Regions from separate parts of the Siniperca chuatsi genome. Here region 2 is linked to region 1. The links are chromatin contacts, called in public Hi-C maps. All regions are on one chromosome and are shown on one strand. Each heading gives the region's core, a stretch centred on a gene start, on an enhancer-like site or on the middle of the called end of the contact. The rest is flanking DNA. Distances are from core to core; before and after follow the strand shown. Region 1 holds the start of fosl2 (fos-related antigen 2). Region 2 has its middle 8.4 kb from the start of LOC122861483.

Region 1 (4,602 bases), core at 528-3,027:
TCAGGTTTGGCATGAGGAAGTACAGGCTTTTGATCACGCTGCGCTCCCGGTGTGTACGCGCTTCCCGCTGGAGGAAATGTGCCAGGTGCAGCGCGAGACTGGCCTTGAGAAAATCTGACCACAATCCGATCCGCGACCGTGTCATTTCTGATCAGTCAAACAAGACCCAAATACCAACTTTAACGCAACTAATATCACATTTTGCAGCAGGCACGTCGCCTAACCCTTGCCTCGTCTGCATCAAGCAGCAGCCTACGTGCCTGTTGCATTATCCATTTTAACTCTGCCCCGTTTATTGCCAGCAATTTATTGCGCAATGTGCAAATAGCTCAGGGTATGTTATGCATGTGTTATAAAGGATTTATCGTCCTTGTAATGCATACGCGTAAAATGCGTCTCCAGTGGGGTGCTACAGGCGCAAAGACTCCAAACATATTATTTACGCACTGATGGGAAAGATGAGAGCGACGAGAAACAGATAGTGGATCTGAAACTGACATCTGGAAACCCCAGGCTCAAATCCATTTCACCGCGAGCCGAGTCTACCGCACCGACCAGCACAGATCACCTCACATCTGTCGGTGTAACCTGTAACGTTTGAGAAGTTGTGTTGTACCGTGAGGACCGACTGAAGAATCCATGTTTATTTTTTATTCATGTGGTCAAAAATCACCACGTATTCGCCATTTGCAGCGTGCGCACCAGACAGCGCTCACGGTTGATATTTGATCAAAAAGTACACGATCCGATTGTGTGACAGCGTGTGACAGAATTCAAATGGTACGAGTCCAAAATACTTGTGCATAGATCGAGTCTTGCATCTGTTGAGTCATCGGTGCAATCTGTGCCATTGGGTTCATCCGGTTTTTTCCCAAGCGACCTGAAGAATTCCTATCAACAGCTATTGACGGGCGGAGGCGCGGTGCCACGATAAAGAAAATTTTAAAAAAAAAAGATCTACAGGACACACAACTTGTAATTTTAAGAGGTTGTGCACTTGAAATCGACTCCAAGGCAGACATTAGGGTATTATTTAAAGATAATGTCGCGGCAGTTTCCTGGTGTTACCTGGTAGCTTGAGGTAGAGATCGGACTTCCGATCGTGCTGCTGCCGCTTGTGAAGGACTCTGGCTGGGCCGGAGAGGTGCTGCTGCCGCGGGACGAGGTGTCGTAGTTCCCGGAGTAGTCCTGGTACATGATCCAGGAAAGAGGAAGATTTCAGCAGACTGTTTGAAGCACTGAAACACTTTTTTTTTAAATCCTCGCAGTGAAAAGGCACCAACAGAAAAATCCTCTGACTCGAGACGTTGTTAATTTCAGATATCCAGAGAAGAGTTGGCGAAAACACAAAGTGCAATTATGCTCCTCTAAACTAACCTAAAACATCGCGCATATATTACCAGTTTCAATAAATATTGTCTTGTTGTGTTAGCCCTGCTTGTAAAGACTATTTCTTAATGTGCCTTTATTATACTGGAGCCGCAGGTAGACCTAAACTACGCTATCATAAATCCGTCTAGGTGCGCAAACTTCAACCTAAAGTCAGTAGCACACCTTCAGCAGTCAAATCCAGTTGAGACAAGTGAACCTGTAGTTACAGTGACTCACGCAGGTTAACATTCGCTTTAAAGCCTATTGCCTGGCTAATGTTCTGAATATTTTCCGTCGCCTTGCACTCTATCTGAGCTCTTTGCTGTTCACGGAACAGTTCTAACTTTTTTTCTTTTCCTTTTCACCACACTTCCTAGAGATGACTCACTTCAATGGCACTATGAAAAACTGCAACGGCTTTTCAACACCAACGAAACAGCCTACGTCACGCCTGGGCGTTGCGACTTCATCCAGGGAGGGGTCGTTTCTGGATAAGGCAGTGAAAAAGAAGTATCCGCTGTGAGCATCGTTCGCCCGGCGGACACTGGAGATATAATCGAAAAGCAGGGAGGCAGTTAAAGTAGCTAAAACATGTCTGGAGATATTTATTTTTTGATACGGACGTCAGTGCCGGCTGTGGAGTTCACTGTGTGTCTGACTTGCTTTGGTCCATTGACGCATGTTTCCTAAAATGGGCAGTTGCGTCAGAGAGCGCGTGTGGGTTTCCTTGGTAAAGGAAGCGTCAGACACGGGAGGGATTCCCTCCCCTAGCGCACTGCACTCCGGACTCGGAGCTCTGGCGCGCGGGTCCCGGTCCGGTTACTCGTCAGTGCAGGAAAAGGAAGATATCAAAGCGTTCAACGTATAGATAAAGAGCTTAGGGGCGCGCGCTGGTTTAAAGTCGCGCGGCACACACGTGCGCGCACACACTGGGAGTGAGTTTAGAGCATCAGACGCATCTCTTGGAAGTTTTCTGTGCCAGAATGAACTCGACACCCGCATCTGTGCTCCCAGAATGCCTAAAATGTATTGACAGCAGCGAGGCCACGCGCGTGTGCCATGCCCGTTTCATTTCTGCTGCTTGAAGACACGCGAGCTTACCATCCACCGGCTCGCATCTGCCACTGTTCCTGTTAATAAAGACCACCCAACACGATTGGACATGCAGCGTTTCTGCACAATCGAGTCTTTGTGTTATTTGGCGGCGACGCATTGTGCGTAATTTGGAGAGGTGGCACGGAGCGCGAAGGGATGGCACAAAACCCAGCACGATCCCATGCAGTTGGTCAATTGAATGTGGCCCACTGGTTAGGTCTACACAAAACAGTACAGCGTGGATGCCTTCAAAGGGATCTCAGTGAAATGTGGGCTAATTGTAATTCGGACGCACCTCATAAACAAGGGCACAGCGCCCAGAATGTGACACGTTACACGATATGAAACGGCGTATTAAATATAATCCAATCTGCTATGGTTCCTATTTTAATCTGTATCACCAGAACTGGTTATGCTGAGCTCTCTCTCTCAGAGCTGTTTGCCCGCGCATCTCTCTCTGCCAGAAAGAGTCGCTCCCATCAAAAAGTTTCAGCTGCAGAGTTCAGCCGGGGAAGTTGTGTGGAGCGAAACTAATGAAGCTGCAGGGGGGTTTTCTGAGGTGACCACTCACCGCGGAGGGACTGAGTTTTTTGTGCTTGCTCATAACGTGAACACGTCAATTACTGTAGGTACTCAAGCCCTCCAATATGTCACCCTTTCCAAAGTCACTGGGTGTCATTTTCGCCGCATTGCCTTTTGACCCGTGCGGTGATCTGTAACTCCCTGCGCGCAGAGGCTTCTCCAAAGCCACTCAGAGCTCCGCTGCGTACCCGAGCTTTTGGTTACGTGAAATGGCGACAGAAAGCACGCAGATGTTTAATGCATCTTCATTTGAATGCTATTAATTCATGATTAATGTTTATCATCTGCCAACGACACCGCTTTTGAAACGGTAACGGTGTTGCTAAGCGACGCAGTTTCTGCTAAATTGCTTGGGGGGAAATCTAATCTGCCACAGTCCTATAATTAATGCTGTAATATCATTTGAGATGCACCCATCGGCGTCAATTTGGGTAACGCAGCCTGTGGCACTGTGACAGGTTGTGTTCCTATATGAGTCCAATTTTGATCTTTAAGTACATAATGAGATATCATGCAAAAAAAAAAAAAAAAAAAATTGGAATACACAACAAACAGCGTTCTGTGACGCCTGTCAGTCAGACGTTAATGCTCCAGTTTGACATTAGTTTCGTGGATGTTGATGGTAAATGACAGATTGGGGGGGGATTTATTAAAAACCTTGAGTGCCTAAGCACTGCAGCACAGAGGAACCAAGGAGACGGCCAGGTCACGTGACAGATATAGGCTCTGGGGTCAGCGTGCGCCACTGATGCGTCGGTGTCCCTCCATCACACATCATAAGGAATCAGATCCATGCAGAACATCCCATCCAGCCTGCCGTCCGCACAGGAATTATGTTCACTGACAGACTATAAGCAAGAGGCTTATGGCCGTGGCCGACGCGTTACAGGTGCTCGTGACGCAAGATGGTTGATGACCCTAATGCTGCCTTCAAGTGCCCGTCTGCTAAATCCGAATGGGGGATTGTAAATAAAGGCCAGTCACTCGTTTGGTCAAGTGCTTTTGGTTTGGAGAGTGAGAAAAACAAACACTTTCAAGTTTTGAAGGTTTTGGCGACATTTGGCCCCATGGCGCAGAGCTGTGCGCAGCGGCTGCGGCAGGCGGAGGAAAACATTTTGTTTCATTAATCTATTTGCTTGGAATGTTGTTTACAGGCAGCTCTAGACTCAATAGATTATTCAGGTTTAACGCTGACTAACGCACAGAATGCGCTTGACATCTGAAGAATACAATTATGAATCAGAATTAGAAGAATAATCACGGAGTACAAAATGCCAAACATATGTGATAAGAAAATGCCCCCCCCACTGCTCAGTGTCTAATGTTAAGCTCCACCACAGTCAGTCCTGCAGTGTCTTCCCTTTGCTGGGGACAGGAGTTTGACTATGAACATGTTTTTTTAATAGTTCACGTGTTCTATGGTGTGCAATTTATTTCATACATTTCCTTTATATATGGGCCTACATATCACACATTCTCATTAGGCCACTACCAGTGGTGGAAAGAAGCATTCACATTCACTCTAGTACTGAACTTAAGTAAGAGTTTGAGGTA
Region 2 (4,602 bases), core at 1,313-3,812, 160 kb after region 1:
ATTGATTGGCCTTTTTTACTACAAAACTACAAAAGGCATCAACACTGATAGAACTGATCATTTCCTACATATTGTTACTACAGCATCCCACTCCCACCTCTACAGTGGCCTGCAAGCTAAAACAGGAATACAAAATAATTGGTGGAGAGCTAATATGATGCAAAACGCTACCAATAAAACAACTTTGTCATTTGCTTTCGCAACTTTAGAAAGAGTCTTGTGACCGTGGTCACTTGGTCATTGCACCACACACCCGTGGTTTGTTCCCAAACAGTGTGTGGTCTACACAGTGGAGTCTTGAAAGACGAGTGAAGGCGTAGAGATGTGACTGTAAACAACATACCATTTTATATATGTAATTAACCAAAGACCCTGTTACACACATCACATGTTATGTTATTTTGTGCCAAGATGCAGTACAAATATCATGTATTACTCCACATTGTTAGTTTTTGCTATAAAATCATATTGTTTTACATAGGTGCTTTCTTAATCAGATTATTGTCCAATCAACAGTTGTATTTTTTTATGCTCATTTAAATGTGTCCAGTAAAGCAATATATAGTCATGAATCAATGGCCCTTAGTGGCCTCTGTCTATTTTCTGATTCCTCCCTCTCCTCCTGCCTTATCCTGCTTATCTTTAGTAACTCGATCCCCCCCTCATGATCCGTCGGTGGCTATTTTACAATTTGGCTAAATCCAGCTCTGAGGTAACAAGTGACACCTTCTGTTTCCATGCTTCCGGTCGCTAGGCAACCTCAGCAATTATGCCACTGCCAAGAGAGGGAAGAGAGGAAGTAGCACCCCGAGGCCCCCTGCCTGCGTTAATCTTGGCCACGGCCGGTCAGGCTTCATCCTTTGTCTAAGTGCAGTGCTTCCATACCAAGCCAGTGACGAGGGCCGCTGCAGCATGCTGTGTTCCCTACTGCTCTCATTAAATCAGCTTTCTTTCCAGGGTTACAGAGATACAGTTGTCTGGTGAGGACGTCTCTGAGGAACTCACTGGTTGCACCAACGCACTCTGCTGCCCTCTGTTGTTCTCTACAGTTTAATAATGAATAACTGTTGAACTGAAAAGGTGAAAAATTATTGTTATAATAATAATAATAGTCTTTATTTTCAGAGCACTCTTCAAAACCCAGGTTACAAAGTGCTTTACACAAGGGAGCAAATAAAAATCCCTAAAATCAAATAGAGAGGTGACAAAAGACATTAACTGGGCCGCAATCAAATAGGTGAGATAAATTCCTGTAATTTAAGAGAAAAGAAATAAAGAGACATTTCAAGTAAAATCAAGTAAAAATGTAATAGTTGATACTGATTCAGCTAGCTTTATTTCCTAACTGCTAAGGCTCTGTCCCCTCTAGTTGTAAGCTGGGACTCTGAAACAAAAGACCGTTGCCCGAGGATCTCAAGCTATATGTACAGGCTCCTGTGGGACTAAAGGTCAGAAATATAGTAAGAAGCAGGGCCACAAAGAGCTTAAAGGTAATCAATAACATCTTAAAATCAATCCATACATAAACACACTGGGCGCCAGTATAAGAAGACTGAAACAGGGTCGATGTGGTCACAACTCTTAGTTCAGGTGAGAAGCCTGGCAGCTATATACTGTGCCGTTGGAGACGCACCTGTTTATATAGAAAATCATCAATTATGAACTTATTTAGGAATCTTCTATACACATTCTTCATATCCTTCTCCCAGAAGTATTAACAGCAAAATGTACCTAAAAGTATAAAAAGTATAATTATTTATTATGCAACAGAATGGCTCCTGTCAGTGTCAGTGTATTATTATTTATTATATTATTGGAATATTGTTATTTATGCACTAACATGTCAGCAGCATTTTAATATTGTAGCTGATCAAGAGGGAGCTCATTTTTAGAACTTTATATACTGTTTGGTAGTTTAATCTATAGCAAGCCATTATATTTTATAAACTGATCATGTATCATGTAAAATCTTAATCTGTACACTCACTACAACTACAGCTGACTTATAAATGTGGTGGAGTAAAAGGAAAAATATTTCCCTCTGAAATGTCACGCAGTAGAAGTGTAAAAATTTACAATTTTTGCAATTTTAATTGTCTTTATATATTTTTTGTGATTTTCCAAACTTTTGCCCATCGCAAATCCACAGTACAAAGTCTTCTTTCTAATGTGTTTTTTATTGAATTTATCATACAGAAAATCTTTTTTTTTTCCAATAGACACTGTACCCTACAGTTATAGACCCTACTTTTTGATAAAACAACCAGCAATCAAAAATCTATTGCACTCTTTCAGGTCATCATGACCTGGTGGTGGATACACACACACACACACACACACACACACACACACACACACAGATCAACTGTGTTGACATAGTCATTGCACGCTAATTTGACTTAAACTGAAACTGACAGCAGGACATAAATCAAGGTTGTATTTCCAGAGAGAGATGCTCCATTCAGAGTTTCACCACACTTTGTTACGCAAGAATGACCATGACTGGAATAAAACTCAAATAGAAACATGCTGCAGAGGAAAATGTGCTTTTAAAGGCCAGCATTGTGTGGCTAACATCTTATGGAAAAGGTTGCACATGTATATTTAATTTCCCACCCCTGGAGAGAGATTTCTAGCAAGGTGTCACTGTAGGTAAACATTCACTTCTTGAGTTAAAACATAAAGGATTGTAGATTAAAATTGTATTGCTTTACTAATTTTTTTAATACTTTGCTGTATAAAAAACTGGAAAAATTTATTTTTTGTTCCTCAGTGTTGTCATGAGTTAAAGATAACATGGTTCAGGGCACAAGACCAACTTGCGGTCAAATAAGCTATTTTTAACAACAGTGTCAGCTGTATCAGCTGTTTAACCAGCAACTTAGATCATTTCTACTATTTTTCCTCTATAGTCATCAAAACTCTCCGGTCATCCAGGGTCTAAAACCATTACTTCATATCTTCATATGACACCTTCATGCATTTTTGTCATTACTGCAGCCCACTGTATAGTATAAAGGGATATTTCACAATGAAGAAGCACGTGTTGCCTTTTTTTTATTATTATCTATGACATATTCTCTTTTGGGTCAACACACATGGTGTTGCTTGTTACTGTAATACATCTATGACAACATATGCTGTGTTTTAATGTATTATTCATATCATATTTTGTTGTTTTTAAACATCAGAAGTTTGCATTATCCCAAAACAGAAACAAATGTGTTCGAAGGAGTAGCTTGAGATTTTGGAAAATATGTTTATTTGGTTTCTTGCAGAGAATTAGATGAGAAGGTCCATACCCCTCCCATAGACTGGGAAAAGGAGGGGCGCAGCTAGCCTGGCTGAGTCCAAAGTTCAAAAATATCAAATGAAAAATTGAGGTTTTAAGGGGAGTGAGCACAAGTATTTCTCTTCTCTAATTGAATAAGTATTTTTTCCCAAAATGTTGAAATATTCCTTTAAAACACACCAATTTTAAAAGTAACTCTACATAAAAGAGAAACACATATTGCGAAGCGTAAGTAAAGATGTTGGTCTGTTGGTTGGTCGGTCAGTCCACCACTTTGATCCAGACTGAAATATCTCAGCAACTATGAGATGGATTGCTATAAAATTTGGAACAGCCATCTATGGTTCCCAGAGGATGAATCCAACTAATTTTGGTGATCCCCTGACTAGCGTTACCATTAGGTTCACACTTTTGTGTTTTAGTGAAATGTCTCAACAATTATCAAATGGATCGCTATGGAAGTTGGTGCCCAGCAAAAGAAGCCTACTGGCAATCCCCTGACTTTCCATCGAGTGCCACCAGCAGGTCAAAGTTTTCACTTATGCAGGGAAATATCTCAATATTTACTTGATGGATTGGCATAAAATGTTACATATACATTCACTGGTCCCAGGTGATAATCACTGGTGATCCCCTCCCGAACTTTTAATCTAGCGACATCCTCAGGTAGAAATTTTAATTTAGATTTTTAATATGACCAAATACCTGCAGGATGAAATTGGTTCGCAACAGCAGGAATGCACTCACACAGCACTCTGTTGCGCATCAGTGCTGGAGGAGATGTAGGCTACAGCTTAACGGTGTGTTGCTTTAGCGCTTGTTGGCTTCTTCAATCCAGTCTTCGCAGGGGACAGTAAGTTCCAGCAGGACCTCTTGCTTTGTAGACTATAACACCATGTCTGGGCAGAGTGGAGTGGTTGTGATGTTTCTGGAATCTTGAGCTTCCTAGGTCGACTTGAAACTGCCAGTCCCGTGCGGTGGCATAAAGCCCTCCCGAGGAGCTAGGCTGATGTTGTGCCTTCTCCCCACATCTGATGATGGTGATGGACTGTTTGGGGGCGTGCTGATTCTTGCTGTTTCCAATCGCTGTGCCTTTGGGCAGCAACTGAGGATGTGCTCCAAGGTGCCCCTCTTCTGGCACAGTTGGTATGCTGGAGTGTTTCCCATGACCCAGCTATGCAGGTTGGCCAGACTTGGGAGAACGTCATAGACTGACTGGATGAGAAACTTGATGCGCATCACATTTTCAGCCAAGATTGTGCAGCCAGTGATTATGCCCTTTTCCAGCCGATGCCAGGCGGATGTTAGTG

The links. Hi-C and Micro-C count contacts between places; a contact is called where the count stands out from the background.
Region 2: a Hi-C map of an unstated tissue shows a contact between it and region 1, with 4 times the contacts expected there. The contact joins the enhancer-like site here to the promoter of fosl2 in region 1. A contact is called at or near these places in 2 of 3 Hi-C or Micro-C datasets (skeletal muscle and an unstated tissue).

Annotation. Positions count from the first base shown.
Region 1 is chrLG15:6,516,985-6,521,586 of ASM2008510v1, forward strand. It overlaps fosl2 (fos-related antigen 2), which reads right to left and starts at 1,778. Exons shown (of 4, transcript XM_044165928.1): 1 at 1,069-1,778. The coding sequence starts at 1,197.
Region 2 is chrLG15:6,676,404-6,681,005 of ASM2008510v1, forward strand. No RefSeq gene overlaps it. Among protein-coding and RNA genes, the nearest start is that of LOC122861483, 8.4 kb to the right of the region's middle. Within about 2 kb of position 2,563, the one cell type or tissue checked has an H3K27ac peak away from gene starts, as active enhancers do.